Linked DNA regions of Mus musculus: regions 2, 3, 4 and 5 are each linked to region 1. The links are chromatin contacts, called in public HiChIP or PLAC-seq and promoter capture Hi-C maps. All regions are on one chromosome and are shown on one strand. Each heading gives the region's core, a stretch centred on a gene start, on an enhancer-like site or on the middle of the called end of the contact. The rest is flanking DNA. Distances are from core to core; before and after follow the strand shown. Region 1 holds the start of Mdk (midkine). Region 2 holds the start of Celf1 (CUGBP, Elav-like family member 1). Region 3 holds the start of Psmc3 (proteasome (prosome, macropain) 26S subunit, ATPase 3). Region 4 has its middle 25 kb from the start of Slc35c1. Region 5 holds the start of Slc35c1 (solute carrier family 35, member C1).

Region 1 (4,812 bases), core at 1,135-3,634:
CCATACAGCCCACAGTGGCGAATGACACAAGCAAGCACCCTCATGGATCCCCAATGAGAAAATTCCAGACTTGCAGTAGCCTGGACCAGAAACTCTTGATGAGCTGGGACAGAGTTCAAGTGAGTCACCTAGGTCCCCTTCCCTAACCCCAGCCCTGTGGGTCCCTGGGAGACTTTTTTTTTTTTTTTTTTTTTTTTTGTAAATGTTCTGCTCTTTTTCCACGAGCTGTAGGGAGCACTTCCTTCATAGCCCTCAGCTCCCCTCAGTCCATCTTTCCCCATCTTCCCACCTCCGACAGAGCTCCATGGCAAACTGGGAAGGGGCTTTTATATATTAAAAAAGAAGCTTTTATTGGAAAAAAGTGAGTTTATTTTATTCATTTCTTAATAACAAGTATCAGGGTGGGGAGAACAAAAGAGGGTATGGGGAGGCTCACTTTCCAGAATCTCTTGTCCCTCCCCACTTTGGGCACTTGGTGTGGGCGTGAGAGGACAGGCGTGATTGACAGAGCTGACAGGAAGACAAAAGGCACTGGTGGGTTATATCTTGGGCCTGTGGGAGAGGAGGGCTCCGTTCAGGCTCCAGGCGAGGCCGGAGGCTCTCTGGCCTCCTGACTTAGTCCTTTCCTTTTCCTTTCTTGGCTGGAAAACAATAACGGAGATGCATTAGTGCGGTGGGTGACCTAGCTCGGACTCACCAGACAACGCAGACATGTCCATCAAGGAGAGAAAATCCTGCCCCCTAGTGGTGACTGACCAGTTCACCTGGAAGTGGTGGGAAAGGGCAGCCATGTGATATGAAACCTTTCTTTATTCGTTCAACTTTTTAACCCTCGCGCCCCCCCCCCCCCTTTAAAGACAGACTCTCAAGTCTCTCAGTCTGTAACCTTGAACTCAAGGCAGTGTTACTGCCTCAGTCCTGAAGTGCCGCTTTTTACAGGCACGAGCTACCAAGCCTGACTTTCAACTTTCTATTTTCATCTAGGATCAGAGTACTCCAAGTTCCTCACCGGGGAAATGGGCAGAGTCACCTCTGCCCTGCTGGCCTCAATAGCTGTTGGGAGTCAGGTAGCAGCATGTACCTTTGGGACAGCCTTTCCATAGTTTTAAGCGCAGAGTTAACTCCTCCCTGATCCCACCCCACCTTCCTCAGTTGACAAAGACAAGCCTTTCCCAGGAACCCAGGTCGGATGATCCAACAGAAAGAGTAGTTCCTACTTGGGCAGAGGGTTTAGCATCTCCTGAGAGTGGCCCTCAAGTGCCTGCCCATTCCTAACTTTAAGACTGCTCTGCAGAGACAGAGCATGGAGTAGCCTGGCCCACAACCCCACCATATTCGCTGACCTTTGGTCTTTGACTTGGTCTTGGAGGTGCAGGGCTTAGTCACGCGGATGGTCTCCTGGCACTGGGCATTGTACCGCGCCTTCTTCAGGGTCCCTTGGCGGGCTTTGGTGCCAGTGCTCCCATCACACGCCCCCCAGCTCTCAAACTTGTATTTGCAGTCGGCTGATGGGAGAGTGGCCCCACGGTGAGAGACAGGAGGGTTGTGGATGTCCTCCCTGCCTCCGGTTTATAAGGACATACCCTCTGGCTTCCCGCCCTCCTCCCGCGCGCCACCTCACCTCCAAATTCCTTCTTCCAGTTGCAGGGCACCTTGCAATGGACGCGCTGGGTCTGGGCCCCACAGGTACCCTCGCGGAAGCCCATGCCGCAGTCCTTGCTGCTGGGGGTGCAGGGCCCCCAGGTCCACTCCGAACACTCGCTGCCCTTCTTCACCTTCTCTACAGGGCGCAAGGAACAAAGTTAAGGACATGGCGTGCCGGACCAGCACTTGGTCACACGGCCTGCCTCACCTGCCCACCCCAGCTTTTACTCCTGAGCCCATCCTATCCCATCACCTTTTTTTTTGGCCACCGCGGACGTGACCACCAAGAGGGCAAGAAGGGCGAGAAGGAAGAAGCCTCGGTGCTGCATCCTAGGGGTAAAACCTGGGTTAGAGTTTCTCGCCTAGTCTCTTCTCCGCTAGGAACCGCGGGAAGGACCTCCCACCCTTGACTGACTTGTCCCACTTTCCAGGCCCAAAACGTCGGACCGACAAGGGGGAGACGGAGGGAGGACTTGGAACCGATGTCTCAGCGTACCCCCACCCCCACCTCAGCCCCCTTGGTGGCAGAGCAGCCGCCTGAAGGGACTGGGGCCACAGCCACTGCGTGCGCTCACTCGCTCACTGCTCGATGCTTCGCTCCCTCCCGCTCCGGCCTGTCCCGCTAAGGCCGCTAAGGCCCCTTTTGTCTCCAGAACCGGTCTGAGCCGGTCACATGGGCCCCCGCCCCTCCCCCCATCCCGTGGAAGGACCCGCCCCCTCCCCCCAAACCCGCACCTCCCCAGACCCCCCTAGTCCCCGCCTCCACTCCCGCCCCTCGCCGAGCCGGGACTCCCGCGTCTGTGCCTCTCACCTCTGATCTCTGGGTCTCTGGTCCTGGAGTTCGGTTTTACCAGTGCGCTTCTGGCTCAGGTCCCCTCGTAGCAGGCCCAGCTCTCTATCCCCTCCCCTTCCCCTGGTCTAGGCCTGTCTATACTTTTCCCTCTCGCAGCCTGTCAGCTCTCAGGTCACCACTTCGCTTGCCCACCGCGGGCCCCGGGAGTATGTCCTGGTGTCACAGGCTCGGGGCGGCCACCGCACCCGCGAACCTTCCCTTCGAGGCCCGGCTCACCTCCGGCTTGGTTTTTTTTTTTTTTTTTTTTTTTTAATCAGTTCACTCAGAGTGCAAGAAGGGTCTCTGATGTGGCAGGGAGCTGGGTACCTGGGACCTCAGATGGCTCCGGGTGAGCAAGGCTCGAGAGCCTTTTTCTAGTGCAGGTTTGGGGGAGGAGGAGGAGGGAAGGGCGTTGGGGGGGATGGGGAAGCACATAGAAATGAGTTTGGTAAATCTTGTCGCTGACAAGAGCTGTCTGAGAAGTTCCAGACCGGGCTTCCCCCGGAGGTGATAACCGCCCACCCCTGACCCTGGGGCCTCAGGCTCACCTCAAGCAGATCCCCCCCCCCCCCCCCAGTACAAGCCAGGGGGAGGGGACTGCTCCAGGGCACAGGGCCAAAAGACCAAAGAACCCAAGCCTGGCCCCCGCCCCACCTCTTTTACTTTCATTGTTATCATCCCTGCAGGAGCGGGAAAATCAGCTCCGCCCCAGGCGCTGTGAGCCTAAGGCCCTAGGCAGAGGTCAGGATCGGGGCAGACCCATCTCCCGAAGTGATCTGAGATGTTGGTGGCCATTTCCCCGACCCCAAGGATTACCCAGCACACACCATTGCTCATGTGAGTCCCCCACAACAAGAAAAAAAGAAAACAAGAAAGGAAAAAAAATTCACTTTACTGAGTCACACCCAGCTGTAAACAAGTCACCGTGGGAGCCCCACCCCCCACCCCAGGCCATACAGTCCGAAATGAAATGGCTGGATACATGAGGAGGAAGACCAGGGTAGGTGCCAAGCAGGGCAGCGGGCAAGTGAATACAGCAGGCTCTTGAGTTTCTGGGATGCCCAGGGTGGGTGGATCAGAGAGGAGGGTTAGGTACCCAGAACCCTCCAGAGAGCCCAAAGGATCAGGTGGCTTTTGAAAGTCCTGCTGAGTGCAGGCCTCCCTGACATCGATGCTGAGCTCTGTCCAGCCCTTCCATCTGCTGTGGTGAGCTGGAGGCTGCCCTGAAGGGAGGGAACCAGCCAGCCCAGCCTGTTTCCTGTTCCCCATGAAACCAGGGACAGGTGAGAGTCCAGCTCCTTAGAGTCCAGCCCTAGATCTGAACAGCTTCTCAGGGGGTGGCACGGGGCTCCTTCCCTGTGGCAGGGTCCCCCCATAGCCATCTGACAGGAATGTGGCAGTGAGATGGGCAAGGAGAGTCCTCTGGTAGTGTCCCTTGTTGATCCATGGTCCCCTTAACTACACAGCTGTCTCCTGGTCCTCACGCTGGATCATCTGGTAATGCTGTCTGTTCTCCAGGTAGGCAGCGAGCTCTGTGTCTTGAGCCTTCTCAGCGCGCTGCCGGGGAGTGTCGCCCTGGAAAAGGGTGGAAGGGCCCCCAAGGCCTTAGGAAAGGGCAGGGGTTCTTCTACGGAGCCAGAGGGGGAGGGTATCCTCAGAGGTCACAAGCTTTCCCCCTGCTGGCTCAGGTTTCTCAGGGCCTGGACTGTGTTGGCTCAGAAGAGCTTGAAATTCCCTAGCCCTGCCCCCAAGTCTGGGAAAGGGTGAGTTTGTGCTCTGCCAGGCAACTCACCTGCAGATCTGTCTTCATGAGGGAGGCCCCGGCTTCCACAATGTAGTGGCAGATGGTGCGCTGACCCAGGGCGGCTGCCTGGTGTAGACAGGTCTCCCCACTGGGGAACAGGGGCTGGTTGTAGACACTTGCAGTTCTCTAGGCCTGCCCAGCAGTCTCCCAACAGCCATTAGAAAGGGCAGGAGTTTGGCAAGAGGGGGAAGGGTGCTCAGTGCTAGCCACAAAGGGTTCTTGGGCTCTGGGTGACCAAATGGTTAGACCTGAAGGAAGGTGGTTTTCTGGTGAACCAGGGGCCTGTGTCTCAGATACTCACTTCTCCTCCACAGCATCAAGGATCTCTGGAGGTGCTGCAGATAAAAGGAAAGGGGATGCTAAGAGCCTGGCTCCCCCTTTCTCCCTCCCAGCCCCAGCAACGCAGCTTACCATGATCCAGCAGATAGCGGACCACTTCCTTACTGCCAGTGCTGACCGCGTGGTGCAAGAGCGTGCGGCTCTTCTGGTCACGGTGCATGAGGTCACCTCCTGCTCGGTGTAGCTCCTGGAG
Region 2 (4,812 bases), core at 589-3,088, 990 kb before region 1:
CTGAAGAGATGGCTCAGCAGTTAAGAGCACTGACTGCTCTTCCAGAGATCCAGAGGTCCTGAGTTCAATTCCCAGCAACCACTGTAATGGGATGCCCTCTTCTGGTGTATCTGAAGACAGCTAGAATATATATAATCTTTTAAAAAGAAAAGAAAAAAGTACAGGAGCAAAAAGTTGTTCTGTTCTGCCCCTGACTGACATAGTTTTGGATCCTGAACCCCGCCGTCTCCCTGATATATCAGCCTTTGAATAAAGTTGAATAAAGAAACATTTTGCTGGCTCAAAACTTGGTTTTCATAGTGGATTATTCCCAAATTCTCAGACCCTAACAACGCAAACATTATTTTCATCATTATCCCTCCAATGAAATAAATTCTCTGCAGTAACCCTAACGACTCTTAGAAATCTTCCATTACCAGCAGGACTAATTTTTTCTCCTAACAGTTATTTTTTTTGCCAAGAGTCTTATTCAAGAACTAGTTAAAAATACCAGTGTTCCATCTTTCATAACCACTCTAATTTTTCCTAACGTATCCATCTATATGCAACTAATTCAAGTTACATCTCTAACTCCATTCCCATCAATCAACAACAAGAAGGTAGAAAACCAATTTGAAAATTGGAACGAACAGGCCGGGTGTGGCGATACACGCCTTTAATCCCAGCATTTAGGGGAGGCAGAGGCAGGCGGATCACCAAGTGAGTTTGAGGTCAGTCTCAGTAACAAGAGGGAGTTCTAAGACAGCCAGAGCTACACAGAGAAACTCTCAAAAAAACAAAACAAACAAAAAAAAAAAAAAACAAAAAACAACCAAAGCTTTACAGTACAATTTAGGTAATTTGATAATGAACAACCTAGGGGCTAATTGTTTTGATCTACATGATTGTTTGTGCCTCTAGCACAGGGGAAAACTCTTGGCTGCTGCTTGGGGCAGGGGTGGGGGCTGCCTTAGTGAGTGTGGTAGGGTAGGGTAGGGTATAACCGGCATTTGTGGATATATATTTTGCTTTAGGAAGCTAAGTGATAAAGAGAAATAATTGCCAACTCATGAGTAATTTGTAAATTGATGGAGCCCTGACCTCCCAGAACTAAGTTTTCTCAATCTGCATTTCATTGTCTCACATTTCACTGACTTTGTGTAATAAACAACACACTTAATGCGTGAATCCAGCTAGATGCAGGTTAGGAATACCGAATCCTAAAAGGGGGTGCTGGATTCGTAAAAAGTGTTTTAATTGTTATTTTTTTTCCCAAGAAGAGTAGGTTTGGACTGGGTAGTCTCTTAATAGAATACTTAAGAGCTTTCTGGTGCCGCAGGGATTTTTGCCAGATTGCGCATGCATGCAGTTGAACATCTCTGTACAGGCACTTCCCTAACTCTGAAAGCTTGCAACACACATTCCATCAGAAGGAAGGCCTGGATACAGTTGTCTGTATGCTGATGTGCAAAAAGAAAGGGTGTGCCCTGCGTCCAGTGTTAGCCAAGCACCCATCATTCATTCATTCATTCATTCATTCATTCATTCATTCATTCATTCATTCGATATTTATTATGTGTATTTTTCATTGCCAAGCTGCGTTGCTTGCCCGCCAGAGGTGCAGCTAGTGCGGTGCGCAGAGGCAAGAACTTCAGATTCCCAGGCCGGGGTCTTCCCTCCAGTGCAGCTCTGAGACAAAGAGATGCACCCCTACAGCTCCCAGGGCTGAGGGCTCCGCCCGCGGCCCCCAGGGTTTCAGAGCGACTGCTCCTTCACTCCCCGGCCGGAGGGGGCGCTGCAGCGCCGGCCCTCCGCCCGCCCCTGCGCGGCGCTCGGCTCGGCTCGGCGCTGGCGGGCGGCGCCGCGGTGGTACGTTCCCCTTCGCCGCCCGCCCCCTCCGCGGCGGCCCTCCCCGCCGGTGGTAGGTGCCGGAAGTGCCGCCATTTTGGGGTGTTCTGCTCTGGCGGCAGCGGCAGCGGCAGAGGCGGCGGCGGCGGCGGGACGCGGAGGCTCCCCCGGGATTCGGCCTCAGCAGCGAGGCAGCGGCGGCTGCGGAGGAGCAAGGCAGCAGCTGAGGCAGCGGCGGGCTCAGGTGCAGCCGCTGGTGAGTGCGGCGGCCGCAGGATAACGGGCCGCGGGATGAAGGGAGGGAAAGAGAGGGAGGCTGGAGGGAGGCGCCGCGGGGCGGGTCAGGTTCGGGCGGCTACGGGTCACAGGGCCCTCCGGGTGCGGTCGCTCCCGCTTCCCCGCACCCCGGGGACCAGGCCGCGGACTGCTCGGGACTCGGGGGCCCATTCGCGTCCGCCCGGCGCGTGCCCCTGCTCCCAGGGAGACCCGCCCTCCTCGTGGCCTGGCCCCGGCTCCCTTGCCCTTTGCCTCCACTCTCCCGGCCCCGAGGGCTTGCTTCCTGCACCGCACCCGAGTCCTCCTCTCCGGGTCCGCTGGGCGAGATCGCGGCTGTCTACCCGAGACGCCGCTTCCCTGACCCTGTCGCCCCACGTGTTCTTCGTGCCCACCCCCGGGGGTGTCCTAGATTCCCGCCCCTAGAAGGCAGCGCTCCTCTCGATCCTCCGGAGCTCTTGCAGTTCTCGCCCTGGGGCCGCTTTGGCTCGCCCTACCCCCCACATCAGGTGCTCGCTCGCCCAGTCAAGGCCTAGTAGCAGGGCTCGAATCTCGCACCCAGGAGCGGGGACGGCTCTGGAGGGTGCCTTCTTCGCTAGGTCCCAGGCTTTGGATTTAAAGTCGGTAGTGGTGTCTCGGTTGTGGTGGTTCTGACAGGATGTTGTTTTAATTTTCTCCGACCATTGCATATGCTTTTTAAGGAGCTTCTCATTGGTTTAGAGACTGATTCCGGGGAGAAAGTGTGAGATTTTGGTCAGAGCTTGGTTTAGCACAACAGAATCTCTTTCTGGTGCTCAGAGTTAATGCTGTATATAAAAGCTGTTGAACAGTTTTAAAGAGCATAGACTCTGTTGATAATGTCTGCATTGTTAGGAGGTTACAAACACCCTTTGCACACACTTAAAAGGAACTTAACCTTTAAAAGATCTCTTCTCTGTCTTCTAGTCTCTGAGTTGAAGAGGTTTGAATTGCACTTTTTCACTTTTTCCAGTTTGTTTCTTTTTAGATCCTTAGAATGACGGTGTCTTCAGATGGAATTGCTTAGAGTTCTTTTTGGTTTTGGCATTAACAAGTGTACTTGGAAAATCATGGAGGTTAGAATGGACCAACTGCAACGGCACTGATTTTTTTTTTCTCTCTATACTAGTTTTTATATTAGTAGTTTTATTGCCTGAGAGTGTGGTTTCTGATCATGACCTAGGGAGGATTGAAAGCCATGCTTATGGTAAAGCAAAGCTGGGATTTGCAGCTGTTACTTTAGCTGGCAAGCTTATGAGTTCTCTTGGTTTCTTCTTCTCCACCACCTGTTTCTCTTAAGAATGGCTCTTGGCTCCAGAGCCTACGTCTCCATCCTCTCATTCATTCTTACCCTTTGGGTTTTCTTTTCCCAAGGATCCATTAGCAAGAGGGGCTGTTACAGTTGAAAGGGTTGCTTTTTTTTTTTTCTTCAGTGCTTTGGCTTTCTCACAAAGGAAAGTGACTTATTTGCCCAAGGTTATTATAGCAAGTGCTTTTAAAACATCTCCCACCAAAGGTTTGCTTGCTTTGCCTTTGTAAAAAAAAATTCACAACACTATCACACTATCATGAGCAATGATGCAGATTTAAGATGTGATGGAATGGCAAGGGCTCTGGGCTTGAAGTTAGAAAATCTACACAATTTTCAAATCTTTTTGCAGTAGGTTACTAGTTGGTCAAGTCATTCTTTTATTATGATCCTTGTTTTAATCTCCACAATCCTCTAGAAATTGGTGTCCATTAGTGTTAGTTAACCAATGATTGTACCTGTGGGCTGCTGGGCAGATAGTGAAAATTGGAGCCAGAATGACTTATGTTCTAAAGATGTCTGCATACTTTTCTTGTTACAGAAGTTGCAGATTCATTATAAAACATACTGGTAATTCAAATGGGAAAAAAATCTTACCTTTCGGAGATTGTTGTTAAAATGGGTGTGTATGTGTACAACTTTACCCTGTGGGCCCCTCCAACCCCCCCAAGACAGGGTCTTCCTATGAAGTCCTCACTGGCCTACATCCCAAGTGCTGGGATTACGGTGTATACTGCCGCATCTTTCCAACTTTGTCTTCATCACTTTAGCCTTCTTTTGTCAGTGTGTGTTCTTTTGTGTTACTGGGAATGCAGCTCTTGGCCTCCCACAGTTGATAGGCATGCTGTCTTCCACTGAGTTTTTTCCCTAGTCCACATCCTTTTCTTTTTTTCCTAGGGGTAGGATCTTCATTTTCTACAGCTCAGGCTGACCTTGAAATTCCCTGTAATTCTACCTCAGTTTCCCAAGTGCTGGACTACTGGTCTATGCCACCATGCCTGTCTTGTACATGGTGGAGAAGCATTTATTATTTACCAAAGTAGACTTATCCTAATCAGCTTGGTTGTGTTGTCCCCTTCCCCCATCTTGAATTCCTGACCTCTTGCCCCGTCTCATAAGTTATAGAAAAACAAGTGTGTCACTACGCCTGGCTGTGATGTAGCTTTAATAGTAGGTGGTAGGCTTTACTAGCCATGTTTTATTCTTAAGTATATGGTGTTTCATCAGCTTGTTTGTATAACACATGCATACTGCCCAGGAGGGTCAGAAGAGAATGCTGGGACCCCCAGGAGTTGGAGTTAGAGAAATTGTAGGAGATGTGACTCGGATTCTCTGAGCCATCTCTCCAGCTCCCAGCCACACTTTAAATAATTTTAAGTAATGAT
Region 3 (4,812 bases), core at 880-3,379, 880 kb before region 1:
TATATTTGGCAAACTTGAAGAAAGTAACCTTTCTTTATCTTATCTTGTTGAGTACAAAGTTCTGTACCTAATTCACTTTTATCATAACTTGCATGTATTAACCTAAAAACATCTTCTTAGACCTAAAAGCATTTTCTTAAACCGTTCACAACTTAAGCTTAATGTGAGACTGCAACTATGTAGTCTTCAATCCCATCAGAGACCCGAGAAAACAGGAAGTGCTGAGCAAGCAGCTTCCAAGACTACAGCAATGACAGAGACCGCTGGCTGCTGGCTGCTGGCTGCCTTGTTTTCACCCAAGGTTCCTCTGCAGTGGTGGGGTATCTATCTTCAGCCTACAGGCCACAATGTCTGACACACTTTTTTGTTTGTTTGTTTGTTTGTTTTTTGAGACAGGGTTTTCTGTATAGCCCTGGCTGTCCTGGATCTGACACACTTTTTTGTGAAGTGGGAATTATGAAGGACTGGCCTACCTTGTCTTGGAAACATTTGGCAGTTGACTTCCTCTGTGTCCCACTGTCCATGGTTTAGACAGCATGTTGTCAGCAATTGAAGCAAGGACAGTCTTTTGCCAGGTGGCTAGCTTTGCCACATATGAATCAAACTCCATATGGAGGGTCTTCAATGCCCATTATCTTTTTGAAATAATATTTAGGTAATGCCAGGAGCTGATGCATCTCAATTTCACAAAAAAAGCCTTGTTATTAAGACATCTTAAATGCCATATTCTATAGATCTCTGAAGTGTTTGAAGACCATCTATCGACATAGACTATGTTGAATAGGCAAGCATTGCTTGTTTATAGCTATTTACAACCTGTGTAACTTTGAAAACATCTTTAGACTAAATAAAGCTTATTTCTGTAATTAACTAAACTAGTATCTAACATGACCATAAATGTCATTATTTATGGGTAACTAATTACTAACTTGCCTTTCAGATTATCCTAAACAGTTTGTAATAGCAGCTTTCAGGGACTAGAACTTGGGCTGCAGAGATGGCTCAGTAGGTAAGACTGCTCTTCTGAAAGTCCCAAGCAACCACATGGTGACTCACAACCACCCATAATGAGATCTGACACCCTCTTCTGGTTCATTTGAAGATCGCTACAGTGTACTTATTTATAATAATAAATAAATCTGCCAGTCAGTGGTGGCCTTTAATTTCAGAACTTGAGAGGCAGAGGCAGAGGCAGAGGCAGGTGAATTTCTGAATTCAAGCCAGCCTCGTCTATAGAGTGAGTTCCAGGACAGCCAGGGCTACACAGAGAAACCCTGTCTCGAAAAATCAAAATAAATAAATAAAATTTTTTAAAGGACTAGAACTTTACAGCACATGAGTTGTGTAGATATAATACTTTAAACAAGAGTAGAAACATATATACAGTACATTGTAACAAAAATAACTTCCCTATGTGGACAGTTAGATCTGCATTAATATTAGTAGAAGCAATGGTTTATCTGGGTTTTGTTAGGCTATTTTTGTTTAAGACTCACAGTGTGACCAGAATAGCTAGAAATACACTATGTAGCACAGGGTGGCCTTAATATGCAGCAATCCTTCTGCTTCATCTTTGCAGTGGCTCAGTGTCTGTGATGACAGGCATGTGCCATCAAACCTAGCAGTTTCTTTTCAACCTTTCTCTTTCTTTCTTTCTCTTTCTTTCTCTCTCTCTCTCTCTCTCTCTCTCTCTCTCTCTCTCTCTCTCTCTCTCTCTCTCTCTCTCTCTCTCTCTCTCTCTCTCTCTCTCTCTCTCTCCCTCTCCCCCCCCCCTCTTCCTCCCTCCCTTTTGTTTTTGGTTTTTGAGACAAGAGTTTCTTTGTGTAGCCTTAGCTCTCCTGGACTCACTCTAGACCAGGCTAACCTTAAACTCAGAGATCCGCCTACCTCTGCCTCCAGAGTTCTGGGACTAAAGGCATGCGCCACCACACTGGACATTTTGCAAATCCGTGAATTCCAAGTTTACCTGGGTTCTTAGATTGCACCGGCACCTGTGCAAACTCCTTTTCAGTTATCCGCCAGGCTAAAAACTGCATTTCCCGAAAGACTCCGCGGCTTTCTCCTGCCTCCCGCCTCTTCCGGTTGTGCAGCAAGCCCCGCCCCGCCTGTACGCCGGCCAATAGCAGCCCAGCCCTCGCTCCCGCACAAACCGGAGCAACCGGCGAGCCACGGGGCGGGCCCTGTAGCCTCGGTTTGGTTCGTGGAGTCCCAGCGGCAGATTCGCTCGGAGACGCGGACAGAACCCGTTCTGTCGCGTCAGGAATCGCGGGTGAAGTTCTCCACGGGTGGAGAGAAGACGTTGAGAAAGGCTGCGCTGGGCTCCCTCAGGGGCTCGTGCGCACTCCCAGTTTCGGCCTCTTCATGCAGGAAATGAATCTGCTGCCGACGCCCGAGAGTCCAGTGACTCGGCAGGAGAAGATGGCGACCGTGTGGGATGAAGCTGAGGTGAGTGTTGGGAGACCTGAGGGGCGTCCCAAAGTTTGGGCTATAAGGTTAGACGTTCTTGGAGGCCGGGAAAGGAGGTGGCTGGAAGGCCAGGTCCGGTCTGGACTGGTTGCAGAGCTTCTTGGGTTGTCCCGACTTCATCCTGCTGTTGGGTTAAGGAAGCAGGCGCTGAGGGGGCTGTGGGACCGTGGGATGGCAGCTCTGAGTTACAGTAAATAAGTACTTCTTCTCTTATTTGAACAGCAAGATGGCATTGGGGAGGAGGTGCTCAAGATGTCCACGGAAGAGATTGTCCAGCGCACACGGCTGTTAGACAGCGAGATCAAGGTGGGCTCCTGGCTCCGGTGCAGGCAGCGGAGTTCTCAGATCTCCATTTTACAGATGAGGAACCCGAGGCTCAGAGAGGGATGAATTCACACTCAAACCCATGGAAAATACCTAGCCCTGTCCCACAGCCGCTTTGTCAGGAGGTTTTCCCACTGGCCTCTTGTCCTGACCTCTGCAGTTTGGACATGTACAGGCTGGGCCTTCAGAAAGCCTGAGATCTGGTTGGATGGGTCTCCCGGGTAACCTGGACCTCATCTATTAGAGGGCTGTAATGAATGCAGGCTGAATCAGGGTTGAACATTGGTTTTCTCTTATCCCAGATCATGAAGAGTGAAGTATTGCGAGTCACCCATGAACTCCAAGCCATGAAAGACAAAATCAAAGAGAACAGTGAGAAAATCAAAGTGAACAAAACCCTGCCGTACCTTGTCTCCAATGTCATCGAGGTGTGTGTCTGTGTGTGGGAAGAGGAGGAGGCAGGAGGCTTGGAGACATCTAGGGATGGGGCCCATAGGGTAGAGTGTAAAAAGCAATGTTTAAGTCTGCAAAGACCTTAGAAGTGTCACAGATTTCTGCCATTTTCTTCTTTTGTTCCTTCTTGGGGCAGATGAACTTTGCAAACAGAAGCAGCACCTCAACAAAGGTGTTGTCAACCCCCTAACACATCATCTATGTTTATTAAGCTTAAGGCTAGACTGAGGAGGGAAGGAAGGCCTGTGGCCTTGTGGGTTTAGGGAACTGTTTGAGCACACACAGTAGTGGATTTTGGGAAGGGAACTGAGCCTATTTTCTTTCTTAGTTGCTGGACGTTGACCCCAATGACCAGGAGGAGGATGGTGCCAACATTGACCTGGACTCTCAGAGGAAGGGCAAGTGTGCGGTGATCAAAACTTCTACCCGACAGGTAAGGTTGGCTCAGTCACAGTTGGGCAGGGGGCAGCATGGGGGAGTTTCCGTGTAGCTACGACTGCCTGTAACTCTTCCTACAGACATACTTCCTGCCAGTGATTGGGTTGGTGGATGCAGAAAAGCTGAAGCCAGGAGACCTGGTGGTGAGTGATACCTGCGCACGGGCAGGGATTCTCCAGTAAGCTGCCTTGCCACTGCTGCAGCGACTCTGTCTGCAGCCTCTTTGATTCTTGCAATTTGCCAGTGCTGTAGCTCTCTGTTTAGACTACAAATCACTGTCCTCTGGAGCATTAGACAGAACCGGGATAAACACAAAAGCTCCATGCTCTGTTCTCAGGGTGTGAACAAAGACTCCTATCTGATCCTGGAGACCCTGCCCACTGAATATGACTCTCGGGTGAAGGCCATGGAGGTGGACGAGCGGCCCACGGAGCAATACAGTGACATCGGGGGCCTGGACAAGCAGATCCAGGAGGTAAGGGAGGCCATGCCAGCCTTTTTACTTTTTCATCTAACTGACCAGAGTGTATTCCCTTACTGTGGGAAGGAAAAAGAAAACAACCAAGACAAAACAAAGACTGTCAGGTGCTCGAAGCCTGGATTCCAGAGAGATTGGAGATTGTCCACATAAAGGGCCAGAGCAAAAACTCCACTCAGGCTCCCAGTTTTTGCCCCAGTGTCTTCCTTCCTTCCCTCCCTCCTTCCTGTGTGTGTGGTGTAAGTACTTGTGTAAGTGCTTACATACACAGAAAATGTCAAATAGCCTGATCTGTACTCTACTCTTCCCTATGATACATGGTCCCTGGCTGGACCTGGAACTAGGCTGCAAACTCCCGACTCTGACCCACAGCACCCAGGTTATGGACTTGTGTTTTATAGGCCTGGATATTTACATGGGTGCAGGAGATTTGAACTTAGGTCTTCATGCTTGCACAGCAAACACTCTTACTCTCTGAGCCATGGGACCAGTGCAGACCAGGTGTGAGAGGAGAGAAGACTCCTGCATTAGAGTAGGAAAGATGCAGACTAGATTTGGGCTGTAGGATCCCTCAGGGCATCACTTTCCTCACCCAGGACTTCTTCCTGGCAGCTGGTGGAAGCCATTGTCTTGCCTATGAACCACAAAGAGAA
Region 4 (4,812 bases), core at 1,198-3,697, 550 kb after region 1:
TAAAAATTGGCAGAGATTAGAGGGTAGGAAGGGTGAGGTGGGCCCCAGGCCAGTTAGCCTGGGCTTCCTTGAGTCTGAGCTAGCCTGCCTGATTCTTTCTCCTGTTCCATTGTCTTCTCTTGGTGTTTGGAGGCTGGGAGAGAACTGCTGTGCTCTAGTGCAGCCCCTGGTGCAGAGGACTGTAACTGAGGGCTGGGTCATCTTACAAATCTCTTCCATTAACTTTTTTTTTTTTCTTTTCCTAGATGCCTGCTCTCTGTCCTCAGAGTTGATTTTATAGTACAGACACTAGACCTCTCACCCTGAGAGGCAGCCTGACTGTAAACACATACCACAAACTACCTATCAATCATGCATTGCATAATCACCATCCGTCTTCAGTGTAGAAGGGGCCCTTGTGTGAAGTGCCTAATCTTTCTTCAGAGTGCTCTGTCTACAGCATCAGCAACTTTTTTGATGACCCTCTTACCCAAAGGACAATCTGCCTCAGTGTCCCTCTTGAATCTCAAACCTGAAACCTTTCAGATCAGTGTGGAAGCCCAGGCATAGAGAAGGGTCGCAGTAATGAGGAGGGGCACCAGACCACAGCAGACTTGAGGCTGATGAGAGAAAAGAGAACAAGAGTGTGTGGAGTCACAGATGTATCTAGGCAGGGCCTGAGAGCTCTGAGCAGCAGAGGGGAAATAGAGGGGTTCATGACAGAACAGACACAAGAAGGGGAGACAAAGAAACATATTGGAGGACTAGGAGGGGTGAGAGCCCCAAGTTCAGACATCCGGGGCAGTCAAAGTTGAAACAGCAAGAGAATCTAAGGCATCCCATTTTTCAGATGGGAACGTTGAGGTCTGGTAATCTGGGGATTTAGAGCTCTGAGGAGAGCTGGGATCTTGAAAGGAAGTAAAGCCCCTTTTCTTCCAGGCAGCAAGTCCCAGCTCTGGCCACGACCTTTGCCCTAGCTGATGCTATTTACTAGTGAGGGACTGGACAAGTGGGACACCCGAGTGTCCCTGGTTCTGTGTCAACTAGACACAAGCTAGAGTCATCAAAGAGGGAGGAGCCTCAGTTGAGAAAATGCCTCCATGAGATCCAGCTATAAGGCATTTATTTTCTCAATTAGTGATCAAGAGGGCGAGGGCCCAACCCATTGTGGGTGGTGCCATCCCTGGACTGGTGGTCCTGGGTTCTACAAGAGAGCAGGCTGAGCAAGCCAGGGGAAGCAAACCAGTAAGCAGCACTCTTCTGTGGTGTCTACATCCACTCCTGATGTCAGGATCCCGTCCTGTTTCAGTTCCTGTCCTGACTTCCTTTGGTAATGAACAGAAATGTGGAAGTGTGAACTGAATAAACCCTTTTTTCCCCAAGTTGGTCGTGGTGTTTTGAAATCCTGATTAAGACAATCCCCAACCTCCTATACTCACTAAGTGCTCCTGCATCTTTTCCGCGGTGTTGGGAAGGGGGCAGCTGGGAGGAGCAGGCTAATTGGGGCAGCTGAGAGTGAAGAGGCCCCTGGAGCTGGTCCATCTCCCCTTCAGGCAGACCCAGTTCAGAGGTGAGAAGTCAGAGCCGGGCTCCTGCCCTCCCTTAGGAGGGCTATTCTTGTGATTCGTTTGCTTTATTCTGGGGAGCAGATGATACTGTTCTCCCCATTCTAAAGAGGGAGGGAGAAACTGAGGTGCAGGGAGACAGAGTCTGCAGAGAGGTTTGTTCAAGGTTATATGCAAGCAAAACCAGTTGGTTCAAAGTTTGGCTTGGCTGCCTGTCCCTTTTCTTCCCTAGAGTGCCCTGTTTTGGGGCTAGCCTGGGAAGGTTAGAGGGCCAAGCCCCAGAGGCTGGGCTGAGGAGCCCCTCTTGGCAGTGTAGGAACGTAGATAACCCTACACATACTTCAAACTCAGACTGTCTCTCTTCCTATGGTCTCTTTCTATCCTCCCCCACCCAACACGAACCAAAAGCCCCTTCCGGCCCCTCAGGTGGGATGGGTGGCCCCCCTTCTTCAGCGTGCAGCATCACCAGTTGTCCTGACAGCTGGGCCAACCAAATTATATGCAGGGGACACAGTCACAGCCAACTCTCACACGGCCTGGCATTGGCTGGAATTTGCTAAGTTAGTCTTCTTTATCCCACCTCCTCTGGTGGTGGTGGTGGTGGTGGTGGTGGTGGTGGTGGTGGTGGTGATGGTGGTGAGGGCAGAACCAGGGAAACGCAGTAGGGTGAGACCTGTCTGAAACCGAAACTATGTGGCTTTGTGTAATTTGCTTGAGTGAAGTTGATCACAAAGCAATAGTCTCTGTAAAAACCAAACAAACAAAACCACCAGAACAGCCTCCCAAGCGTTGCCCAAGTTCCGTGAGTTGGAGGCGCCAAGTGGGTTACTAAATGGGGACTGCAAACCCGCCATAGGCAAAGCGGCAGCGCATGCGCTCTCTTTTACGCGCGTCGCAGTTTGTAAATTCTGTGAGCGAATCCTGCCCCAGCTTACCACTGCCCACATTCACAGCCACCGACATGGGAATCTCTTATCTGTGTCTTGTAACGTTGTCATCTGAGCGCTCTATAAGTGATGAAATGGTGGCCCGAAAAACCAATAACTCTGGAAAGAAAGATGCGACTTGACCCTATGAAGACGGCCCGCCCTAATTTCCTGCAGATCCTCAGTGAAATATTTAGTGACAATGTCGAGGGGAAAAAGAAATGGCAGTCTTACAGAAGAAAGATACCACTCCAGGGACCGGTTTATGCGGCCGCGGTTTTGCACAAGGTGCAGCTGCCCTGTGCCTGGAAGGTGGAGGGTGGAGGAGCGAGTTCTCAGGTCCTTTAGGACAGGCAATTAAATTTTTTATTTTTTATTTCTTCGTATGCCTCGTGTTTGTGTGTGCTTGTAGAGGCTATAAGAGGGTGTCGGATGCCCTGGAGCTGGAGTTCCAGATCGTCGTCGTGAGTAGCTCGACGGAAATGTTGAGGGCCGGATTTGGATCTTTTGCAAGAACAGCAAGCTTTCTTAACGGCTGGGCCATCTCTTCAGTCCCAGGCCAGACAATTTTATCTTTGTATGATGCTGGGTCTTAGAGTTTCATCAGTAAAATAGAGTCAGACTGGCTTGGCCCCTGCAGGGTTTTATGTAAAGACAGACACCGTATTTATTAAGTCGGCCCCAAGGGGTCTTCTGACATTAAGCTTATTTTTCTCAGGGGCTTGCAATTCAGACTTAGGTGAGATGATCATTGGGAGACAAGGTCCCACCTTCTCCACCACTTTCTACAGAGCCTCGGGGCTAGTGGTGGACCCATGTAGATAGAGGGGATGAAAAGATTACGCTTGGACACTAAAAAAAGCAGGTGTCATGGGCCCAGCGCCACTGGAGGGCAGCACCAGCACAGAGCTAAAGCCGCCGCCGGCTGGGCAGAGCGGGAGAGATTGCCTGGGCTTTGGGATCCACCAGATATCATGCGCGTCCTCGCCTTTCAGGGACGAGGACACTCAGGTCTTACTTCCATTAAAAGTGCGCCGTCCAGGAGAAGACTAAATCAACATACAAAACAAATTTCCCAAGCAATGTGACGGTTTCATGTCACAAGAAGTATCAGCAGAGAGGGTCAGGGAGGCCTTGTTGGGTGTATATGTGTACCTGTGCATGTGTGTGCATGTTAATTTGCACACATGTGTGCTTCTGTGTGTGTACCTGTGCTTATGTGTGTGTGCCTCTGTGTGTGTGTGTGTGTCGCTGCTGAAATGAGACCTGCATTAGGAAAGCAGCCAGTGATCTGAATATATAGACACTTGTAGATGTTAAGTGGGTTTGCACAGAAACTGGGGAGGAACTGAGGAAACAGAGGGATAGAGAAGCTACGTAATCTACTTGTGGCCACAGAGTCAGTAACTGAGGGATCGTCTGAAAAACCCGAAAACTCACTTTTCATAACTTTGGCTTCCCTTGTCTTTAAGCTCCAAACAGGATGGTGACTACAGATTTTCCCGACTCCCTGTTTCAGACCATAATTCGCTGTAAGAAATAGGGCAGGGATCACTGGGTGGGAGCTAGAACACTCGCCCTCCCCTCCGCAGCCGCGTTTTCTCTCTTTTGACAACCAAGTCCTGGCTCCGTTTTGAATAGCAATGCATTAGGGTCCGGGGACTACTAGAGTGGGAGCGCCGTCTTGTGGACAGTTGTGGAACCACAGGCTCAACTACAAAGGGTCTGGTGGGGCTGAGCCTGGAGGCTAGGGGATTGATTCTAAGGTGTCACCAGTGAGCATGCATGTGTGTGCCTTGTTTTCATTAACAGTACGGGTCAAAGTTCACTTAAATCCACATTCAGAAGTTGATTCTCCTTTCTATGCATCCAGATACCTGCAAACTTCTGTCTCCCAAAGGGGGTTAAACACGACTGTGCCATGGTCACCCAAGGACAGAGACCTGCGAAGTGTCCCCTGAGGGTGCAGATGGTCACTAAGACATGGAGCTGTCCACAGCAAACTCCGAATCCCCTTTCATACTGCCCTCTGGTCCAATTCACAGGCTGGCCATGACTTACTATCCCTGTCCCTCCCAGCTGAGGACACAGAGGCTCAGACAGGAGCCCCTGGAGACCCAGTGAGGCAACACACAGACTATTTTCCTAACAACTGAAGGCAGGGAGGACTTGTTTCTCTCTCTAAAAGGGGATGATATCAGTCAGGAAGGCATGGACAGCTGCCCAGCTCAGCCTGCTTGCCTTTGCCTTACTTTACCTGTTCTGCAGCCCCTCAGCAAGTGAGGGCTCTCAGCTGTAGGGTTCTCTCCTAAGAACAGTTTTTCTCCTAGGGAGATCAGCTG
Region 5 (4,812 bases), core at 1,252-3,751, 530 kb after region 1:
CCCTCTAACGTTGGCAGGGCTGGTGGACTGAAGTGGGACCCCACGGTAGCTTGTAGGCTGGAAGGAGGAGTACCAGATCTCTTAGGGTATGTATGTGGGGGCAGTGGGAGGCATCCTGCCACTATCTGACCTCTCTCCGCCCAGACCCCTTAACCCTGGATCCAGGAGCTGCCCAACCAGGGCAATGTTTCTAGGGAAGACAGTACAGGTTGGCCTGGTCCCTACATCTAGAGCACCCAGCCTGGGCCTCAGAGACACCAGGGACATCTAAATAGGCCAAACAAGACGAACTAAAATCCAGAGCAGGTACAAATGAAGGTTGCTTTTCGTTCATTCAGGACTCTGAGGGGAAAGATGCCCTGGTCTCTGTAACCCAGCAGCCACTAAATTCATTCAAAGTGGCAAACATGTTCCCTAACACATGCTGTCCAAGCCAAGAGGCCCTTGCTCCATGTGACTGCCGGGCACTGAAAAGATGTTGGCGGAATCAGGACATAGTGGCTGCCGTTAAGGGGCCGGATGCTTCAAAGTTCCTGGGCTTTCATTTAAAAGCACATTTAGACTGTAGTGATAGTGTTGGTTTTCATTGCGCTAACTCCCAAGGGTCAGGAGCAAAGCAGACTGGCTTGAAACACAGGCCAGGGAGTATGACCAACTGGGGACTGCGTCCCAGACTATCTGCTTCTTAGTTGTGGGGCTGTGGCAAGGAGCGCAGCCTCTCCGAGCTGCAGTTTCACAGAGATGCCGCCACTCAGAGAGCTTATGGGTACAATAAAGAGGATGCTACAAGTGTAATGATCAGCACAACGCTCCTATCGGTAATTAATTACTTATGGTCACATCTGAGAAGGTAGTTAAAGCCTCTTAAAGCACACACATATTGACTGGACCACTGAAATGGCTCAGTGGGTAGAGGTACTTGTGCCAATTGTGATGACCTGAGTTCACCCTTGACCTCTTGAGAACAGTGGTGTGTTGGTCAAGAGTGTAACCTATGGAGGTAACTGCTTATGTGCAAATTTCTGCTACGTCAGTGATTACCTGTGTGATCCCAGCTACTTAGCTTCTCTGTGCCTTGGGTTTCTCTCCATAAAACGCAGCTATATTATACCTTGTAATGGGGATCCGTTACATTAACATGGCTCAAATGCTTAGCTAGATCTGAGTGTCTGGCTGGCTTTGCTGTAGTGTCTGCCTAACATTATTATGTTCACCTTGGCTGGATCCCTAACTTACTGAGTCACAGTAAGGAAGTTATTTGTTCTCTACAGGTCTCTCCCTATGACTGGTGGTGCAAAAGACCTGGGACAGATAATGAGTAATGTGGTATTGATCTTTACGATTCCTGCTCCCCACGCCCCCAGTCCCACTCACCAATGATGACGCCGCAGGTGAGCAGGGCATAGAAGGAAGTGGTCTGTTTGAGCAGCAGGTAGGAGAGAAGAACGTTGAACACGGTGGTGAGCGAGCGTCCCACGTTGTAGAAGGGCACCCCTACGTACTTGAGGCAGAGGTTATTGAAGGTTATCATGCCGATAAAGACCACTGACAGCGGCAGCACACTTCGGGCCACCTTGAGGTCCAGGTTTAGGGTGGGGAAGTCTACCATGCCGGGGCAGCAGGTGGCCAGAGTGCTGAGGCCCTTGCACAGCAGTGAGGTCACCAGGCATTGGTAGAAGGTGACAAAAATGGGGGTATCCAGCTGCAGGGAGGGGCTGTCCAGCAGGTACTTGTTGAGGAATACCATGGAAATGGAGGTGACCCAGTAGAGAGAGACCACCAGCGCGATCTGCAGAGCCCGGAGCAGAAATGGCTTGTTCCCGCTCTCTGACTCCTCGGAGACAGCAGAGACTCCAGTCAGCGCCATGCGCAGGATCCTGGACCGCTTCAGAGGCGCCCTGTTCATGGTGGCAGAAGAGCTGGGTCACCTTACGGCCAGAAGCAGTCCCTGGACTACAGGGCTTCAAGCAGCTAGGGTCTGTGGCTGCAGCCTTCAACTGTCACATGGGATGACCTATCGGTCCCCTCCTTCTTGGATGAAGTTCTGCTTCCGGATTTGCCGAGGTGCACCGCTCCTCATCTTGCTCGCTCCCGGGGCGGGGGAGGGAGGTGGTGTCACGAAACAAGACCCAGGGAAGGGAGAAGGGGCCTAACTAAGGATGTGGGCTTTGACAGCCATGGCCAGTTTGAGGACAGGGGACACGTGAGTCGCAGGGAGAAAGGAAGCGAGAGAGCGAAGGAAGGACGGAGCGGAGGAGGAAATAACTGGACGCGGACCGCGTGGGAAGCATGGGCTGCGGGAACCCCCGGAAGCACCCGCAGAGCCGAAAGGAGGGCGTGCTGCAGGGAGATCACCGAGGCTCAGGAAGGCGTCTCGAGGGACACGGACAGGGGCCTGACCGGAGCAAGGCCCTGCGGTTGCCACGAGCCGAATTCAAGTTCCGGCTCAGCGACGCGGGTCCCGGGCCACTTACCGAGCAGGGCGGGCCCTGCGCGCATTTCCTGACACGCCTACGAGCCGCCTTAAAGGGCCAGCTCGCAGGCCGTTGCCACTTCCCGCGGCCGTCAAGAGCTCCCCGGCAAGTCTGCACCTATGCCCACAGACCTGCCCTCTTCTTCCGGGAGTCCCCGGAGATCAGGGAAGGGTTTGCAAGTGCTATAGCCTCTCCCATTTTCTGGAAGGTTCTGTCATTCTCCCCTCCACCCGCACTATCTTTTCCCCTGATATCTTCAGATCGACCAGACTCGGTCAGGTGCATCTTCACCATCTACCCAGAAAATGGAATACCACCTTTCTGCTTAGGGAGACCCCCCCCCTCCCTCCGCCCAGCCCTTGCGCCCGGCTCCCCACCGTTGCACCTCCCTCGTCCCTCGAGCTCAGGCCACTCGGGAAGACCTTGTTGCAGTCCTCTCCTTTTTTCCTACCCCTATTTTCACCGCTTCCAGACCTAGTCAGGACATGAAGTCCCGGAGATCCAAGCAGCACTTCCAGAGGCGAGAAGCCATGTCACCTCCTCCAGATAAAGTCCATTCTGGATGCCCAGACCAAAGCCTCTGAGCTTCTCAATGCTGTATCCCCTTCCCGGGGCCCTTTCCCTTCCAGAACGTACCGTCCGTCCACCCGACTGGGCTCTGGTGTCCTGGCTGATGCAGGGACCTGGTGCTCACCCTCGGCGGTGCCCTCGGGTGCACCTGCAGCACCACCCTCGGCTGAACTTGCAACGCTGCCCAAGCCGCGCCCCCAGTACGACTTCCTGCCACGTCGGGCTTTGGGCAAGGTGGGGCGATTACCCACGGGAGCCCATCAAGAAAGCCTCTTTCCTTTATCTAAGGTCAACGCCATCTCCCACCCTCCACCCCAGCTAGCCTGGGACTCCTCCATTCTGTTACTGTCGTTTGGCGCATCCCTTGACAAGATGCATCTTTGGCCCTATGGGTCCAAGCTGGTGCTTCCAGAAGGGCGTGGTTGGGAGAACTGCGGATGCCGCCACTCCCCTACGAGAGTACCCTTCTCAGTCCCGGGAACCAGGCTTGAGTGGGCCATTAGCTCCAGGTCTTTTACACCTGGGCATCTGGAAGGGCTGACTTTTCTCTGGTTTCTCCCTAGCACCATTGTTGGACAGGCAAGTTTGCCCTAGGTTGAGCTGGTTTTATTATGGAAATGGCTAACACAGTGGGTTCCAGACTTATTGCTTATGTGGTTGGTTATAAAGATGTCTCGCTTAAAGTATTTCAATTACTATTTTATTAGTAGGGCCTGATGGTAAAGGGCTTGTAATCCCAATTGAGATAGGAAGATCAAAAGCTCAGCCGCGCAGTGGTGGCACACGCCTTTAATCCCAGCACTTGGGAGGCAGAGGCAGGCAGGCGGATTTCTGAGTTTGAGGCCAGCCTGGTCTACAGAGTGAGTTCCAGGACAGCCAGAGCTACACAGAGAAACCCTGTCTCGAAACACCAAAACCAAACCAAAACAAAAAATGTTCAAGGCCTGTCTGAGTTACAGGATAAAATTCAAGGCCAGCCTGGGCAATTTAGTGAGACTTGTTTCAAAAAGGGGGGCTTGGGCACACATACCTAGACATGAATAAAGGGTTGGAGATCAAGCTCAGTGTTATATAGCTCAGTGTTAGAGTGCTTGCCTGGGATGCACAAGGTCCTGGGTTCAATTCCCAGGACAGCAAGGGAAGAGGGGTGGGGAATCAGTACTGATTTGTCAAAATATAAAATTGAAACACATTTAGCTATAGATTTGCTGGTTTTAATGGACAGCTCCACTTCTAGGGGAGACAGTGATTGTCTCTTTCAGAGAACATGGGGGGAGAGCACCTCCTGTGTGCCTGACCAGGGGCTGCATGTGAGGTAGCTAAGCAAAGGTATTAGAGTGTTTTTGAGATCACTGTTGTTAGTATTCCGTCTAAGCTCCACCCCACAGTTACCTGGCAATAGCCAGGTAGGCCTGGCACACTATAAAAGGGGCTGCTTGCCCCCTCCTCCCTCTCTTGCCTCTTGCTCTCTTGCTCCCTCTCATTCCCTATTTCCTTCTCCCTCTCTCCACGCCATAATGGCCGGCCTGTACTTCTCTACTCTCTCCCTCTCTCTGCCTCTACTACCCTCTTAACTCCCTTCCCCATGTCCTGAATAAACTCTATTCTATACTGTACTATTGTGTGGCTGGTCCCTCAGGGGGAAGGGATGCCTTGACACGGGCCTGGCAAGGCACCTCTGTTCCCCATACTTAACCACACCCCATAGAACATAGTCTTATATCTCTCTATCTTTTTATAAATGCATCAACTGTCTTATCCACAGCAT

What was found. Promoter capture Hi-C pulls out the DNA fragments that hold promoters and counts their contacts. HiChIP or PLAC-seq counts read pairs in DNA pulled down with a chosen protein or histone mark. Capture Hi-C pulls out chosen DNA fragments and counts their contacts.
Region 2: a promoter capture Hi-C map of liver shows a contact between it and region 1. The contact joins the promoter of Celf1 here to the promoter of Mdk in region 1.
Region 3: a promoter capture Hi-C map of liver shows a contact between it and region 1, with 2.2 times the contacts expected there. The contact joins the promoter of Psmc3 here to the promoter of Mdk in region 1. A contact is called at or near these places in 3 of 39 promoter capture datasets (cranial neural crest and liver).
Region 4: a contact with region 1 is called in an H3K27ac HiChIP or PLAC-seq map of microglia, with 5 times the contacts expected there. The contact joins the enhancer-like site here to the promoter of Mdk in region 1. A contact is called at or near these places in 2 of 39 promoter capture datasets (pre-B cells and stem cell-derived epiblast-like cells), 1 of 484 Hi-C or Micro-C datasets (CD4 T cells), 2 of 115 datasets of contacts at active chromatin or transcription factors (embryonic stem cells and microglia) and 1 of 9 other capture datasets (liver).
Region 5: a contact with region 1 is called in a promoter capture Hi-C map of liver. The contact joins the promoter of Slc35c1 here to the promoter of Mdk in region 1. A contact is called at or near these places in 1 of 39 promoter capture datasets (the C10 cell line), 1 of 484 Hi-C or Micro-C datasets (uterus), 6 of 115 datasets of contacts at active chromatin or transcription factors (embryonic stem cells, large pre-B cells and neural tube) and 1 of 9 other capture datasets (liver).

Annotation. Positions count from the first base shown.
Region 1 is chr2:91,929,475-91,934,286 of GRCm38.p6, forward strand. Mdk (midkine) reads right to left here and starts at 2,385. Exons shown (of 5, transcript NM_001012336.2): 1 at 2,220-2,385; 2 at 1,898-1,974; 3 at 1,622-1,780; 4 at 1,344-1,505; 5 at 331-641. The coding sequence starts at 1,973. The coding sequence ends at 616. Dgkz (diacylglycerol kinase zeta) reads right to left here. Exons shown (of 32, transcript NM_001166597.1): 29 at 4,692-4,812; 30 at 4,582-4,615; 31 at 4,269-4,368; 32 at 3,353-4,051. The coding sequence ends at 3,935. It overlaps Gm39876 (a long non-coding RNA gene), which reads left to right and starts at 2,743. Exons shown (of 2, transcript XR_866530.3): 1 at 2,743-2,825; 2 at 3,163-4,812. Chrm4 (cholinergic receptor, muscarinic 4) reads left to right here. Exons shown (of 2, transcript NM_007699.2): 2 at 1-355.
Region 2 is chr2:90,938,559-90,943,370 of GRCm38.p6, forward strand. Celf1 (CUGBP, Elav-like family member 1) reads left to right here and starts at 1,839. Exons shown (of 14, transcript NM_198683.2): 1 at 1,839-2,083.
Region 3 is chr2:91,051,887-91,056,698 of GRCm38.p6, forward strand. It overlaps Psmc3 (proteasome (prosome, macropain) 26S subunit, ATPase 3), which reads left to right and starts at 2,130. Exons shown (of 12, transcript NM_008948.2): 1 at 2,130-2,445; 2 at 2,689-2,772; 3 at 3,093-3,218; 4 at 3,572-3,676; 5 at 3,762-3,824; 6 at 4,019-4,156; 7 at 4,772-4,812. The coding sequence starts at 2,362. It also overlaps Gm13778.
Region 4 is chr2:92,482,449-92,487,260 of GRCm38.p6, forward strand. No RefSeq gene overlaps it. Among named protein-coding and RNA genes, the nearest start is that of Slc35c1, 25 kb to the left of the region's middle. Within about 2 kb of position 2,448, at least 75 of the 459 cell types and tissues checked have an H3K27ac peak or open chromatin away from gene starts, as enhancers often do. A contact at or near this core is called in microglia, where this site is marked.
Region 5 is chr2:92,457,293-92,462,104 of GRCm38.p6, forward strand. Slc35c1 (solute carrier family 35, member C1) reads right to left here and starts at 2,502. Exons shown (of 2, transcript NM_211358.2): 1 at 1,375-2,502. The coding sequence starts at 1,906.